Regions from separate parts of the Zea mays genome. Here region 2 is linked to region 1. The links are chromatin contacts, called in public Hi-C maps. All regions are on one chromosome and are shown on one strand. Each heading gives the region's core, a stretch centred on a gene start, on an enhancer-like site or on the middle of the called end of the contact. The rest is flanking DNA. Distances are from core to core; before and after follow the strand shown.

Region 1 (3,102 bases), core at 580-3,079:
CCTTAGCTGATTAATTAGAGGAACTTGAGGTGTAGTTGGCTTCACCGTAGGGCCATCAATGGGGTCCGGGCACAGTACTTGCTCTACCGAGACTGGTTGCTGAGATTCTTTCGATTTGATTTTGCTAGTCACCCTTCTTGTGGGGAGAAGTACTGTGTTTATCAAACTGGAGAAATCTAATGGGCTGCTATGACCTCTAGGGAATCTTTGTAAAGGCTACGTAGTGAAACCTTGCCTACTCACCTTGGTAATGTTTGAGGGTTTGATCGACCCGAGGCAAAAAAGGATCACGACTCGTGGGTAAAGTGTGCAACCTCTGCAGAGTGTTAGAAACTGGTATATCAGTCGTGCTCCCGGTTAAGAGCAACTTTGGAATCCTCTTTGATTAGAAGAACTTTGGATACTTTTATGATTATGGTTAATGATGATAAATATAACTCTGATCTCTGGTATTTCCACTTGGAGGGAGTACTTTTGGGTAATAACTAGGTTTATTGCTAAAACATGGCTTTACTACTAGGTAATAAATACCTGACCAACTAAAAACAACTGCTTAACCTTAACTCTACATACAGCTAGTCCACTTTAGTCAAACGAGACATTTGCTGAGTACGTTGATGTGTACTCACCCTTGCTTTAAAAACCACCCCCACCCAGGTTATCCCCACTGTATTCAGTGCTCAGGAGGAGATACAGTCAACGTAGAGGACTTTGAGGAGTTTTAGGACTAGGTCGAGTTTTAGTTATGTTAGTGGAAAATCCACAGTCAGCTGCCTATGAAGGCCTTATCTGCTATGTTCGCTTTTCCGCACTTTGATAATATTAATGACAATGTTATGTTAATGACTTTGTGGATGTCTTGGACATCTTGATGTAATAAAGTATTATTTCCGCTATTTACTTTGAGCAATGTGTGATGATGTCTAATTATGTAACTGTTGTGTACGTGAGTTTCTGATCCTGCCACGTACATGGTTCGTATTCAGTTTGCCTTCCAAAACTGGGTGTGACAGATTACATATTCACACTCGCAGGACGAGCTATATCATGGAAAAGCTCAAATCAAACAATCACGGTATCGTCGATAATATATGTTGAGTTTATTATATGTTATGAAACAACCTAACAAACTAGGTGGCTGAACAAATTTATACTTTATTTAAAAGAATAGAAAACATATCAAAGTCACCGGAGCTATACTTCGATAATGAACTAACAGTATGTTACTCCTATAATAAAAAGTCAAGTGCTGCCATCAAACAGGTTGATATTAGGAAAAATTCCTGGTATGCCATCCGATTTTATACTATATTAAGCATTATGATATAAATAAGAAAGTACATGATCAAACAGATAAACTTGAGCATATACATAGAGAGCAAATGCTTGCAACTCCTCTCACTGAGGACTTGGACTTCCACCCAACATGATCTGAAATCACGTACTGGGTTTAATAGAACGCGCATATGATTCTAGATTAATAGGTCATAAATTTCACTAATTTCCCTTAAGACTATGTTATTTGTTTTGAGATAGAAACATATACTAATGTTATTAAGTTCAGAAGCATATATAATAGACGGTCGTAACACCTTGGTCTTCGTGTATCGATTTATCATAGAGTGAAAATTGTAGGATAAGAAATAAACAATCTAAAGTGTTAGCGCGCGGGCACCAGCACGCGAGCGTCGGTCCATTTTCTTTAGCTCCTCTAGTAGAAGATAAAGTGGTGGGGCCATTCGAGTACTGAGCCTCTCCGTGCCAACCAAGCGAAGTCTTCGTCAACGCTTGCGGGAGCTGTCAGGTGTCAGCCAAACCCCTCCTCGTTCTCAGCCTCACAGTCACAGCAGCTTTACGCAATACGCACCAAGCCACCAACAGCTGATTCTCTACTAATCCAATCTCCAAACCAACCATCGAGTTCTCGCGCCACGTACTGATCCGGCAATGGACAACAATGGAGAGAAGACGACGACCATCATCCACACTCTGCGAGATGCGCTGCTTCACTTTGCAGTCAAGTCCAAGAAGCTCGCGTCGCCACTGCTGGAGCCATTCGGGCGGGCGACCGAGCCGACCACCGTCAACGACGACGAGCTGATGGCGCTCAAGTCCAAACTGCGGCGGATCCGCGCCACCCTCCGCGACGCCGAGAGCCTGTCCGTCACCGATTGCTCCGTCCAGCTGTGGCTGGCCGAGCTCGGCGACCTCGAGAACCGGGCCGAGGATGTGGTCGAGGAGCTGGAGTACGAGTCCCGCCGCTCGGCGCAGCTGGAGGAGCTCAAGCAAGACTTGCTCTACGCCGCCACGACGCGGAAGCAGCGCCGGGAGGTGGCGCTGCTGTTCGCGCCCCCGCCCGCGAGGCGGCTCCGCCGCAAGATCGACGACGTCTGGGCGAGGTACGAAGAGATCGCGTCGGACAGGAAGACGCTCCGGCTGCGGCCAGGCGACGGCGGCTGCGCGCCCCGGCCCGCGGCCAGCCCGCTCGTGCCAAGCAGCGTGCTTCCCCGTACCGAGCGCCTCCACGGGAGGCATGGCGACGTCGAGAGGGTCGCCGCGCTGGTCCTCGGGGATCCGGACGGCGGGACGAGCTACGCCGTCGTGCCCATCGTCGGGATGGCCGGCGTCGGCAAGACTGCTCTGATGCAGCACGTCTGCGGCATGGAGACGGTGAAGTCGTGCTTTGAACTGACGCGCTGGGTTTGGGTCTCCCAGGATTTTGACGTTGTCAGCGTGACCCGCAAGATTGTTGAGGCGATCACCAGATCGCGCCCGGAGTGCGGCGAGCTGAGCACGCTTCATGAGCTCATAGTTGAGCACCTTGCCGGGAAGAGGTGCTTGATCGTTCTTGACGACGTGTGGGATGACAATCCCAGCCACTGGAACAGCCTGACGGCCCCGCTGAGCCACTGCGCGCCAGGGAGTGCGGTTGCCGTGACGACGAGGAGCAACAAGGTTGCCAGGATGGTGAGCACCAAGGTGTATCATCTCAAATGCTTGTCAGATGAAGACTGCTGGCTTGTATGCCAGCGACGGGCACTGCCAAATAGCGGTGCCAACGTCCACAAAGAACTCGTTGAGATCGGTGAGAGGATCGCCAAG
Region 2 (3,275 bases), core at 269-2,768, 110 kb before region 1:
TTCTGTTAATACTGTTTGTGTTGAGAACCTCTCAACTTATGTCAGAATTTGTGTTAATATTGTTTGTGTTGGCTATATATGTCTGTGATGATCTGTGATGTATATATGTGATATCTGTGAAATATCTTTTGTTTGTTTGGATGGAATAGGGAAAACAAATAAAAAAGGTGTGTACTGGTCACTTTGCCGAGTGTAACACTCGGTAAAGAAGTGCTTTGCCGAATGTCAGAACCATAGCACTCGACAAAGAACCAAGACCTGGGCACCGGTATAGGTTCTTTGCCGAGTGTAGTGGCTCTGGCACTCGGCAAAGAAGCACGCTTTGCCGAGTGCCATATCAAGCACTCGACAAAGTACCTGACATGGGGACCCCTCTAGCGGATTCTTTGCCGAGTGCTGTCAGTCAGACACTCGGCAAACGTAACTCCTTTGCCGAGTGTCGCCTGGAATACTCGGCAAAGACTCCGTCTCCGTCACCCGTCGCCGTAACGGCTGCTTTTCTTTGCTGAGTGCTCTCTGGCACTCGGCAAACCACTTTGCCGAGTGCCCAAGAAAAAGTAATCGGCAAAGACGGCTTTGCCAATGCGCTGTATGCCGAGCCCTCTTTGTCGAGTGCGACACTCGGCAAAGAGTTTGCCGAGTGTTTTTAAGGCTTTGCCGAGTGCTTCAGGCACTCGGCAAAGCCGTCGGTTCCGGTAGTGTCTGTTTTGTCATTGTGGAGGGCCTAGTGAGGACATGGTTGTGCTCGAGTATGACCTTTTTTTTAAAAAAAAAAACACGACCCCGTCTCTCGTGTTCATTGCGCACAGCATTGCTTTGCATTCCTTTTTTGCTTGTTTTTCCATGATCACGGTCTGATCCTCTACTATGAGTAATTTTATCAGCAAATGAGCATTCAAAATCTTGCGCTCGGCCACCGTTTCTCTTCCTATTTTTCCTCATGTTAAATCCAAATAACACAGCGTACGTCTCATAGAGATCATATGCTTCACTCATGCTATGGAAGTGAATATGCAGAGTTGGCATGAACTTTTTTGTGATCATCGGATCCTGCAGTTTTGTTAGGTAATTTCTTACTAGCAATTGAAGAACATCTAGCTAGAGTATGTCTGCAGAATAAATACTTACACGGGTGTACAACTGTAATGCCCAGTTTTTTTGTTAAATAAAGTGGGAAAATAGTTAGCTATATATTATGCGGATCTTTTAATTATTTAACATACATGCACACCATCATATCTAATTGTTTTAATCAATTAATGAATAAAGATATGTAAGTATACATCCCATGCTGGATTTTTTTTGTGTTGCATTTAATTTGAAATTAAGGATTCAAATCATATTTTAATTTGAGTTCAGATTTAAAAATAATAATGATAGGAAAAAGAAATAGAAAATAAAAACAAGAGATAAAAGAAAGAAAAAGAAAACTTCACGTTGGGCCAGAACCCATCCAAGGCCCAGCTTACCTCGTGCATGCACCCAACCCAGCCTCGGAGCGCAACAGCTAGGCCCCGGTCGCCAGTCGCTCTGCGCGCACTCCGCGCCTTATCTTCTGTCACCGCCATGCACACACCATCATCTGTCACCGTCGCGTGGGACCGAGAGGTCAGCTCCGCTTCACCATCGATGCAGCGTCGCAGCAACGAGCTTGAAATAGAATTTGTGGGGTGGGATTCGGTTAGGATCCAAATCACTTCGTCCGGGCCTATATATCTGCGAGCATTGCGGCGTCAACCCATATGTTGGCTAGAGTCTGCACCTCGTCGTGATAGCCGCCATAGCCGAGCGTGGAAGAGAAGGGAGGTGTGCCGCCGCCGCAGTTGCTTATCCCCAACACCACGGGTTCGACGTTGGCAGTGAGTCCAGTGGGTTCAACCGAAGACGGGAAGGTTGTCCGCGTGGCGGTGCGCGGGTGTAAGGAAAATGGACCTCAGCCCATTTAACTAAATGATTTTGGTGGTTAATAATCAACATAATATGTAGACTAATGTGTTTGTATTTGTAGTTTATAGGATGTTAAAGTAACTTGGACTAAGGCATTGAGGAAGCAACACCTCAAAAAACATTATGAAGATCATAAGTGAAGATCAACAAGTATCAAGCAAAGTTCAATACTTAAAGAAAGTGTAGCCACTCACGGACCGTCCGGCTGAGAGCAGCGGACTGTCCGGTGGCACACCTAACAGTCTGATGCCACCCGACGGACTGTTTAGTGCACCAGGGAACTGCAGCCCAACGACTAGCTCCTGGTGGCACTATGGAGGAGAGCCACCGGACTGTCTGGTGCAAGGCTGACACGCGGCAACGATCACCTACAGCGTTCATATCCAATGGCTTGTGGGGCACCAGACACAACACTAGACTGTCCGGTGTACCATAGAGAGCAGCAATTTTTCTCTATCAGCTAGTTTCGAGTTGGGGCCTATATATACATCACCCAACCGACCATTTGAAGGTGTGGGAGCTCAAGTAACATACCAACACATGTTATAGACATTTCCAAGTGCTCATACACCCAAGTGCTTAATAGAATCACTCGGTGATTAGTGTAGGTGCTTTGCGTAGTGCTTAGGTTAGTTAGACCGCTTATGCGCTTGCTCAAGGTTGTTCCTAGTTAGTTGAGTGAGTTTAGAAAAACCCACAAAACCCCTCGGCTCTTGTGCGAGTCGTTGTAATATTGTACCGAGTGGGACGAGAGTCTTGCGAGATCGTGACAACCGAGTTTGTGTCACGGCCACCACCTTGTACTGGAGAGAACGAGGCTCGCGGCGTTTCAAACGAAAGCTCGATAGTGGAGACGGCAGGGAGCGTCCGAGAGGAGCCGGAAGTGGAGCACCACTTGCGCGTGGAGAAGGCCCGTGGCTCTCTATAGAGTTATTCGACCGTGGTTCTTGGCCCTCGCGTAGGATACCCTTTGTGTAGGGGCACCAACAAGGATTAGTCGGGACCTTGCGTGGTTTTGGATACCTTGGTAAAAATACCGGCGTCATCGACGAGAGTTTGCTTTATCTACTAGCTCCTTAATCTTCCGCATTTACTCTCTCTACTTAAGTTACAATCTTTACTATTCTTAGTGTAGAATTTTTAGGATTGGAACTTAGGTTACACAACTCCTTTTTGCGGTAGAGATAGCAACATAGACAAAACTGAGTTTGCACATTCTAGATTGATTATTTGCATAGGTTTTGTTCTAGGGATTTATTTGTTGCCTAGTTTAGAGATATTTTTTAGAAGTCCTAATTATTCTCCTCTTAGGCGTCACCATTTCCTAC

Evidence for each region. Hi-C and Micro-C count contacts between places; a contact is called where the count stands out from the background.
Region 2: a Hi-C map of leaf mesophyll shows a contact between it and region 1, with 4 times the contacts expected there. The contact joins the enhancer-like site here to the promoter of LOC100383222 in region 1. A contact is called at or near these places in 7 of 25 Hi-C or Micro-C datasets (bundle sheath, ear, leaf and 2 more).

Annotation. Positions count from the first base shown.
Region 1 is chr7:29,259,422-29,262,523 of Zm-B73-REFERENCE-NAM-5.0, reverse strand. LOC100383222 reads left to right here and starts at 1,829. Exons shown (of 3, transcript NM_001175884.1): 1 at 1,829-3,102. The coding sequence starts at 1,948. LOC103632191 reads right to left here. Exons shown (of 7, transcript XR_002263601.3): 7 at 1,574-3,102.
Region 2 is chr7:29,371,649-29,374,923 of Zm-B73-REFERENCE-NAM-5.0, reverse strand. No RefSeq gene overlaps it. Among protein-coding and RNA genes, the nearest start is that of LOC100285481, 12 kb to the left of the region's middle. Within about 2 kb of position 1,518, at least 17 of the 20 cell types and tissues checked have an H3K27ac peak or open chromatin away from gene starts, as enhancers often do. A contact at or near this core is called in bundle sheath, ear, leaf and 2 more, where this site is marked.